Regions from separate parts of the Triticum aestivum genome. Here region 1 is linked to region 2. The links are chromatin contacts, called in public Hi-C maps. All regions are on one chromosome and are shown on one strand. The core of a region is the stretch at or near the end of the contact, and the rest is flanking DNA. Distances in the headings are between cores, read along the strand shown.

Evidence for each region. Hi-C and Micro-C count contacts between places; a contact is called where the count stands out from the background.
Region 1: a contact with region 2 is called in a Hi-C map of leaf, with 4 times the contacts expected there. The contact joins the promoter of LOC123049097 here to the promoter of LOC123049096 in region 2. A contact is called at or near these places in 2 of 5 Hi-C or Micro-C datasets (both in leaf).

What each region holds. Positions count from the first base shown.
Region 1 is chr2D:156,568,439-156,572,552 of IWGSC CS RefSeq v2.1, reverse strand. It overlaps LOC123049097 (ethylene-responsive transcription factor ERN1-like), which reads right to left and starts at 1,733. Exons shown (of 1, transcript XM_044472087.1): 1 at 318-1,733. The coding sequence starts at 1,407. The coding sequence ends at 487.
Region 2 is chr2D:156,206,723-156,210,845 of IWGSC CS RefSeq v2.1, reverse strand. LOC123049096 (beta-hexosaminidase 2) reads right to left here and starts at 2,522. Exons shown (of 2, transcript XM_044472086.1): 1 at 1,685-2,522; 2 at 335-1,519. The coding sequence starts at 2,489. The coding sequence ends at 576.

The DNA.
Region 1 (4,114 bases), core at 484-2,983, 360 kb before region 2:
CTGATGAATGGCAAATGCAGGAAGAAAACCTTGCGGTATTTTAGTTCGGCTCATTTGATCATACACCAACAACACGAGGATTCACCATCCATTTGCAGCCATGAGCCATTGCTCAATCGAGGTTTCCTGCATGCAACACCGCAATCTGATGGACAACCCCATTGAAACTACCAGAAACTGAAGTAGAACATGCCGATTTCTCATCCATGGCCGAACAAATCTCGAGAACTGAAACTACACCATGAAATTCAGTCTGCTAAACCACACAACAAATTTGGAGCATTTTGCACACAAAAATGCATCGAATGGAGAGCAGATTTGGAATCTAGAAACCCCCTTCCTCTTTACACTGCACTGCCTGGCGAAACCCAAAAACCAAGTTGACATGCGTACACACATACACCCGGGGCCTTTTCCCCCAACACCCAGGAGGCAAAAGAGCAAGAACGACGGCGACGACGGCGACGGGGCGAGGAAGAAGCCAGGCTACTGGCAGAGCGGCGAGAGATCCCACAGCGGGTCGCCGGCGGACGCCTCGAACACCCTGTCGAAGTACTCCTGCAGGCCGTTCATGGCGTACAGGGACGCCGAGATCCGCCGCTCCACCTTCATCCGCTCGAACTCCACCATCCCGGCCGCGGGGGCGACGCTGGTCTCCTCCGGGGACGCGGCTGGTAGCGTGCAGGCGTCGACGGCGGCGAACCCGTCCAGCGCCGGGAACTGGCCGAACGACGACTCGAACATCCAAGACTCCAGCTCCTCGGCACCGGCGACGGGAGCAGCCAAGTCCGGCCTGTACACCTCCCCGGCGTCCGGCGCCCCGCCGCCTTGCTTCGTGGCGCCGTCGCAGCTGACCGCGCTGCTGCTGCTGCTGCTGCTGCTGCTGGCGCCCCCACAAGCGCCATCCATGCTATTACTGTTGCTGTTGCTATTGCTTGTGGCGTATGCGGCGGGAGCGGCGGGCGTGGAGGAGGGGCCGGGGATCTTGGCGGACGCGGCGGGCAGCCTGGCCTTCTTGAGCTTCTTGTGGTGGAGGAGGCCCCGGATGCGGACGGCGAGCGGGCAGTCCGGGGAGATGCGCGGGGCGAAGTTGGTGCGCGCCTCGGCGCCGCGGAGGAGGCGGGCGGCCTCGTCGTAGGCGCGGGCGGCGGCGTCGGCCGTCTCGAAGGTGCCGAGCCACATGCGGATCTTCTGGGTGGTGTCCTTGATCTCGGCCACCCAGCGGCCCGAGGGGCGCTGGCGGACGCCGACGAACTTGCTGTGGCTGGTGCTGCCCTTCTTCCGGCCCCGCGGCTTGGTGGGCTTGGCCTGCGCGGCGGCGGCGGCGGCCTCCTGCTGCTGCTGGTAGTAGTAGCAGTAGTCCTGCAGCTGGAGCACCGGCGGCTGCACCTGGAAGTGGAGCTCCATGTGCGCTCGGGTTGCTTTGGCTTAAGTGGTGCTGGAGGAGGTGTGAGGGGAGGAGGAGACAGGTGTCTGCAGAGTGTTTGCTCTGGTTGCTGGGCAAATGGGAGGATTTATAGGGGCTTTGGGGATGGTTTGAAATTTTCAGATAGGAGGAGGAATGTATTGGTGGTGATCCCTCCCCTGTGGGGTTACTTTCAGGGCTGGTTATTAGTCAATCGTGGTCAAAGTGGAGCTATGGTCGTGGCATATGAATGTATGTTACTCTACTCTGCCTTGGGATGTCATGTTTGTCTCTTCGGTTTGGTGTGTTTCCATATATTGTCTGCAAGGAAAGTAGCAAATGCAGTGCTTTCTGTTTCTGTATTTTAGTTAGCTTCTTCTTTGTGGTGGAATCACTAGGTTGAGGGATTGGTGGTGGTCGTAGTGCATCACCACGCCTTTCAAGACAAAATTAGTGCATCAGCACTATAATTGACCTTTTGTATTTTCTGCGATTTTTGTTCTTAATTGAACATATACTTACGAAAGACCCTGTATATATTCTAACAATTAACCCAAATACTCAATGCAGCTTAATATTATTGTACCGCATCAAGTCATGTCATTTCACTCGAGTTTAGACAGTGAATGCCATTTCTCACTTTCTCCGATAAAATACCCCCTCCGGCCGGAAATACTTGTCAAAGAAATGTCTAAAAATGGATATATCTATAACTAAAATATATATAGTTATATCCATTTTTCTGATAAGTATTTTCGGAAGAAGGGAGTATGTACGCGCATACAAGCAAGCAAAAACCCATGGCAATCTTTACCATCTTTAACATCCTCCCACTTGACTAATTCAGTCAAGGGGTCTAACCTCACAGAGATTTACCAGTTCCTCATCAACATGGTACTGACCACTGACTGAACAAGCCGGCAACTAATTAAGCAAGCAAGATGCCTAAGATGATTACTCATGTGACCATGTTCCCACTCTAATTTGGATGGAAGGGTCAAGGGGTCTACATCTCCTGGTGATTTACTACTAGTAGGTCTTCACCAGCATGCGTCAGCCACTAACCGTAAACTTTAGGGCCACTGATTAGACCGGTTCGTCCTTAATCCGTGGTTATGTAGTCAAAACGCTGCACAGACCGAGTCGAGAGCCTGCCATTTGGCGGCCTTCGAGGCAATGATGATAGTGGCGTCTGTACAAGCGGCTGAAAAACAACTTTTCAGCAACCGCGCCGCCTGGCTTTTGTTTTATGCATCGGAGTCGCTTGACATCTTCGCCATCTGCCAAGTCTTTGGTCTCGACGGGATGAGGTGGGCGTGTCCCTGGCTAGTTCAGTTTTTGGATGATGGCATCTCCTTGGAGACATGTGGAACATCATACACTTGTCACGCAGCAGGCTCCCTGGCCCCAAACTGTTTATCATGTTGCATTAGTGATGAAAACATCTACAATGGCTCGTAACTCAGGACCTCTTCGGAGCTTCTTTTTTTAAAATAAAAAAGAGGTTAAGGGCATCTTCAATGCTGGCCCGTAAATTTGCTCGCGCATCCGTCCGCGGACAGGGACCAGTCCGCGGATACGTATGCTGCAGCCGGACATCCAACGCTATCCGCATATGTCCGGCCTCAATTCTATTTTAAGTGTGCGTGTTCAAATAGCCGCATACACTCCCTCCGTCCACAAGACCACGAATAAGTGTATGTCTAGATTTTAGTCTGCGCGCTCAAATAGCCGCATATACTCCCTCCATCCACGAACAAGTGTATGTCTAGCTTTTGTCTGTGTTTTAAACTTTGACCAACTTTGTAGAGAAAAGTAGCAGCATTTATGACACTAAATTAGTATCGGTATATCCATTTTGAAATATGCTTTCAGTATATACCAATTTGATGGTATATATGTTAATACTTTTTTATATAGTTGGTGAAAATTTTAAAACTTTGACTTAGGACAAAATGTAGAAATACACTTATTCTCGGACAGAGGGAGTATAGTCTAGAATTGTTCAAATGTTCAAATGTAGAGGTAGTTCTATTTTTTTAAATCAAATATTAAATTCCAACATTGTTCTCCCCCTTAACCGCCCATAGATCCTCAATTAGATCTTCATTCAGTTGCTCGTGAGTTGCATTCGATGCCGAATTTATTAATGCATTTGAGCAAACTCTTCAAATGTGGTCAAATTCTGATTTGGTAGTTCAATAAGATCACTCATGTTCTCAAATTCAAGAGTTGCGGAAGCATCCTCACCCTCATCCTCCACGATCATGTTGTGCATGATGACACAACAAGTCATCACCTCGCACAAGGTCTCCGAATCCTATTGTGTTCCGGCAGGGATGTGGCGTAGCGGCTGATATGTCTACAACGTACCTACTTTTCCAAACACTTTTGCTCTTGTTTTGGACTCTAATTTGCATGATTTGAATGAGACTAATCCGGACAGACGTTGTTTTCAGCAGAACTACCATGGTGCTATTTTTGTGCAGAAATAAAAGTTCTCGAAATTGGAGGAAACTTGGAGGAGATATTTTATTGAACAAATAAAAATTACTGTTGTCCACAAGACAACATGGCGCGCCTACCCCAGGGCGCGCCCTGATGTCTTGTGGGGCCGACGAGGCTCCTCTGACCTAATTCCACCTCCATAAGTACCGTCTTCCTGAGAAAAAAAAGAGAATAAGTTTCATTGCGTTTTACGGCATGGAG
Region 2 (4,123 bases), core at 1,273-3,772:
ATTAATCCCCTAAAACTGGTATGCAAATCCTTTGAATCAAAGGAGCCCTGAGAATTTTAGATATTCTTTTCCGGCGTTCACTTCATCCTATGTCTTTTTTTACACTTCAGCCGATGTCATGCTGCAGTATGAAACGCATCTCATTCACAACAAAGGAAGCTCTATTGGGCTAAAGAAAACTCTATTGTCCATGTGATATCTCCAAATAAGCAATAATGAAGAAATTCCCGGAGGAAAAAGTAGAGGTTGATTGACACAAACAACTTGGCATTACTTTAATCAAATCAAGCCTCGGTACAAAGCAACTCATTTGGCGAATGGGTCCCATGAAAAAGCCCGGCTTTGAAGAAGGTACAACTGCGCATTGGGCAACATGACATGCCGTCCACTTCACATTTACAAACAAAGAACAAATTGACAAAAAAATGGCACAATCACACAACAAAAAGGAAACACCATACATGCTTTAGCTCACTTACATAATTTAGTTTGACACGTTCAATATGAATGAAAGGTAATGCTCAGAGTTGGCACACGCAACGGCGCGTACGCACGCGCCGCTTCTTGTCGGGCCCTCATCGAACCAGGTCGCACATTCCGGGGCGCGTGCGGCACCAGAGCGGCTGGATGGGCTCGGCGCGGATCCCTCGCCCCACCATGCGGTGCCGCCAGTCGTTGAGCCTGTCCGTGGCCTCCGCGTACCGCTTCCGGCCGGACGCGTCGCGGTTGCCGGACCACAGCGCCTCCGCCATGGCCGACGCCCGCGGCCAGATCCTGGCGTCCAGCACCGTGGAGTCGGCCTGCTCCGTCCACAGCGCCACCTCGCCGCCGATGACCAGCTTGGCCTCCTCCGCCGTGAGCCCGTACGCGATGTCGTAGTCGTACACCCGCTGCCACGTCTTGAACGGCCCGCACCAGGAGCCCCCGTCCGTCTTGTAGTCGCTCCTCTGGTCGTCGTACACGCTGTTGTTCCCGACGAAGTCGCCGTGGCCGCAGTCGAGGTAGTAGAAGGAGGCCGAGGAGACGATGGCGCGGTAACCGGCCTGCACGATCAGCTTCGTGTTGTTGGCCCCGTTGTTCCACGTCTGCAGGATGGTGGTGGCGGGCGGGATCACCGACGAGCTCACGTTCACCTCCACGTCCAGCAGCACGTCCTCCCAGAACACCACCGTGCGGTTCTTGGACACCACGTGCGGGTGCACCGCGCGCACGTACCGCTCCAGGAGCTGGCTCAGGGTGCCGCCCTTCTCCATGTCCGCCTGGATCGACGGGTCCGTCTCCCAGCATCCCGGCGTCACCTCGTCGGCGCCGGCGTGGTAGAGGCCCTCCGGGAACATGGAGGTGATGTCGTTGATGATGTTGGCCACCACCTCGTACGTCTTGGGCTCCAGCGGGTTCAGCTGGCCGGACCCCGGCTCGGCCGCGAGCCTGCTGCCCCAGTCGCTCGCGTCCGGCAGCCAGAACTTGCCCGCGCAGGAGACCGCCTCCGGGTACGCGCCGGCCCACGACGCCGTGTGGCCTGAAACGATGGCAACAGATTAGCTCGTTCATCAACTGGGCCGTATTACCTTAGAAACTGGGCCGTGTCAGCGCATTGCTTAGTGGGCCGAATGGGAAAATAGCAGCCATGTTTTTTCTCTCTTTTTTTTTGCGGGGGCAATAGCAGCCGTGTCAGCTTGCTTACCAGGTGCGTCGATCTCCGGCACGACGCGGACGCCGCGGCTCATGGCGAACTCGACGATGCGCTGGACGTCCTTGACGGTGTACCTCATGTCCTCACCGTACGCGCCCATCTCAGCGAGCATCGGCTCGGACGGCAGCTCGATGGGGAACGACTGCGAGTCCGTGATGTGCCAGTGGAACACGTTCATCTTGTTGGCCGCCATGGTGTCGATGGTCCGCAGGATGTCGACGACGGGGAAGTAGGTCCTCCCGGTGTCGAGCATCAGGCCACGGTGCTGGTACAAAGGCTTGTCCTCCACGCGCACGCCGGCGGCCACCAGCAGCTCCCCTTGCCGGCCCCTCCACGCGAGCTGCGAGAACGACTCCAACCCGTGCATGGCGCCCCACACCGTGGCCGCCGTGATGGTGGCCACGCCCGTGGGGAGGATTTCCAGCTCGTAGGACTCGTCCACGCCGTCCTGGAGCGGGGCGGACAGGTCGGACACGGACACGGTCAGGCTCTGGAGCGCGGGGCCCCCAGCGGTGACATTGACCGCCGGCCGCACGATGGGCCTGTACCTCTCGGCGAAGAGCAGCGCGGTGTAGCGCTGCGTGGCGGAGACGAGGTACGGGCTGTTCCCGGACGTCCCCACGATGCGGAACGACGCGGACACCGGTATGGCGGCGAGAGGCTCTGCCCAGGACATGGACGTCGGCTTGGGCCAGACATTGACGGGGAACACCGATGCCTGGGCGCCCGACGGCAGCGGCGAGCTCAGCAAGGACAGGAGCAGGACGACGGCGAGAAAGGCCTCCTTCGCCGCCATTTGTGCTTTGGCTCGAGCTGCTCTGTGCCGCTGCACCGTATGATTGGCAGATGCCTTGATGGATGGGTGTATGCATCAATGCGCCATTCGATTTATATAAGACGTTGCTTAGCTATGTGATTAACGGCATCGCTCGGCGTGTTGTTGTCATCTACGCGCGCGCTTATCACAAGGCTCCAAGTGGCTCTTTCAGGGCGCCTTACCGTTCGTCCATTTCTGAAAACTACTGTTTCGTGGCGTATTATCTCATACTGTATATACGATGCCGGCGTTATGCCTTATGTATGCCGGGTAGACTGCGACGAGTACACGTTTTCTATTGGGTTTCTTGGCCTAAACGATGTAGTGGAATGGCTGCAACGGCAGTAGTAGTTTATTGCTAGTACAAGTTTAGGCAGACGTAATCACTAATCAGACAGTGTACGGCCTGCTGATTGTATACTATAATAAGATCCGTAGGCGAACACTATAACACGTCTGCTATTTTAATGCCGTCACAGGTGAAGTAGCGCAGTGTGCATGAGCCATATGGTGGTAGACGAACCAGGCTTGGCTTTATTTTAGCAGCTAGCCTTGTTGGTTCAGAAAGTAAATTGCATAGGCGAAACAGGCACAAACTGAGCGGTCTTTTACTACTTTCACGGCTGTGCTTGATTCTGTTAATCTAGTTTGCCCGGATTTGCTAGCTCACAGGCGACTGAAAAATCGTTGCATGTCAGTCGATTTTGGGTGGTAAAGAGGGTATGTCTCGCCTGACGCGAGACAGAAGGACGTCCCGCTTCAGATGCCCGATTGGGCCACCCAGTGCGGACAGGCTTTGAGTGCTTTTGCTGTCAGGTTTTCGCCCAATAGTACTCGTTTCGATGGCGAGCAAGTGCGGTGGGTTTCCTGGCAGTGTGCTGGACTCGCTACCTCTCTTTCCTCTCCTCCTGAATGTTGCTGAAACAGTTGTATTTTCGTTCTTGTAATGAAAAGGGGTAAGCCCGGTTAAAAAAAGGCTTCGAGTGTTTTTAATTCTTTTTTTTACATTTTTTCATTCTGTTTTTTGTTTTTGTACTTCTGCTTGTATTTGCAAATATTGTGAATATATCTATTGCAAAAATTAATGTATATATAAATGTTGAAAAACATTAATCCGCATTAGAACAATGTTAAACGTGTATAGAAAAATGTATATAATGTATAAGAAAACTGTATAATGTGTACGAAAAATATACACCAAAACATGTGTGTGTGTGTGTGTGTGTGTGTGTGTGTGTAATACTCCCTCAGTCCCAAAATAAGTGATTCAACTTTGTACTAACTTTAATACAAAGTTGGTGTAAAATTGAGTCACTTATTTTGGGACGGAGGGAGTATTAATCATGCATTTGAAAAATGTTAAACATGTATATAAAAAATGTACATGATGTATACAAAAAAGTACAATGATTATGGGAAAGTAGACATAGAAATATATGTTAACATAAATATTAATATGTATTTGAAAAATGTTAAATGTGTATATAAAAATATTTCCAAAATATATGAAAAATGTAAAATGTGTATGTACAAAAATAACATCAAAAAATTATATGTTTTAAAAAATGTTAATCATTTATTTGTAAAATTTTAAATGTGTATATAAAAATGCT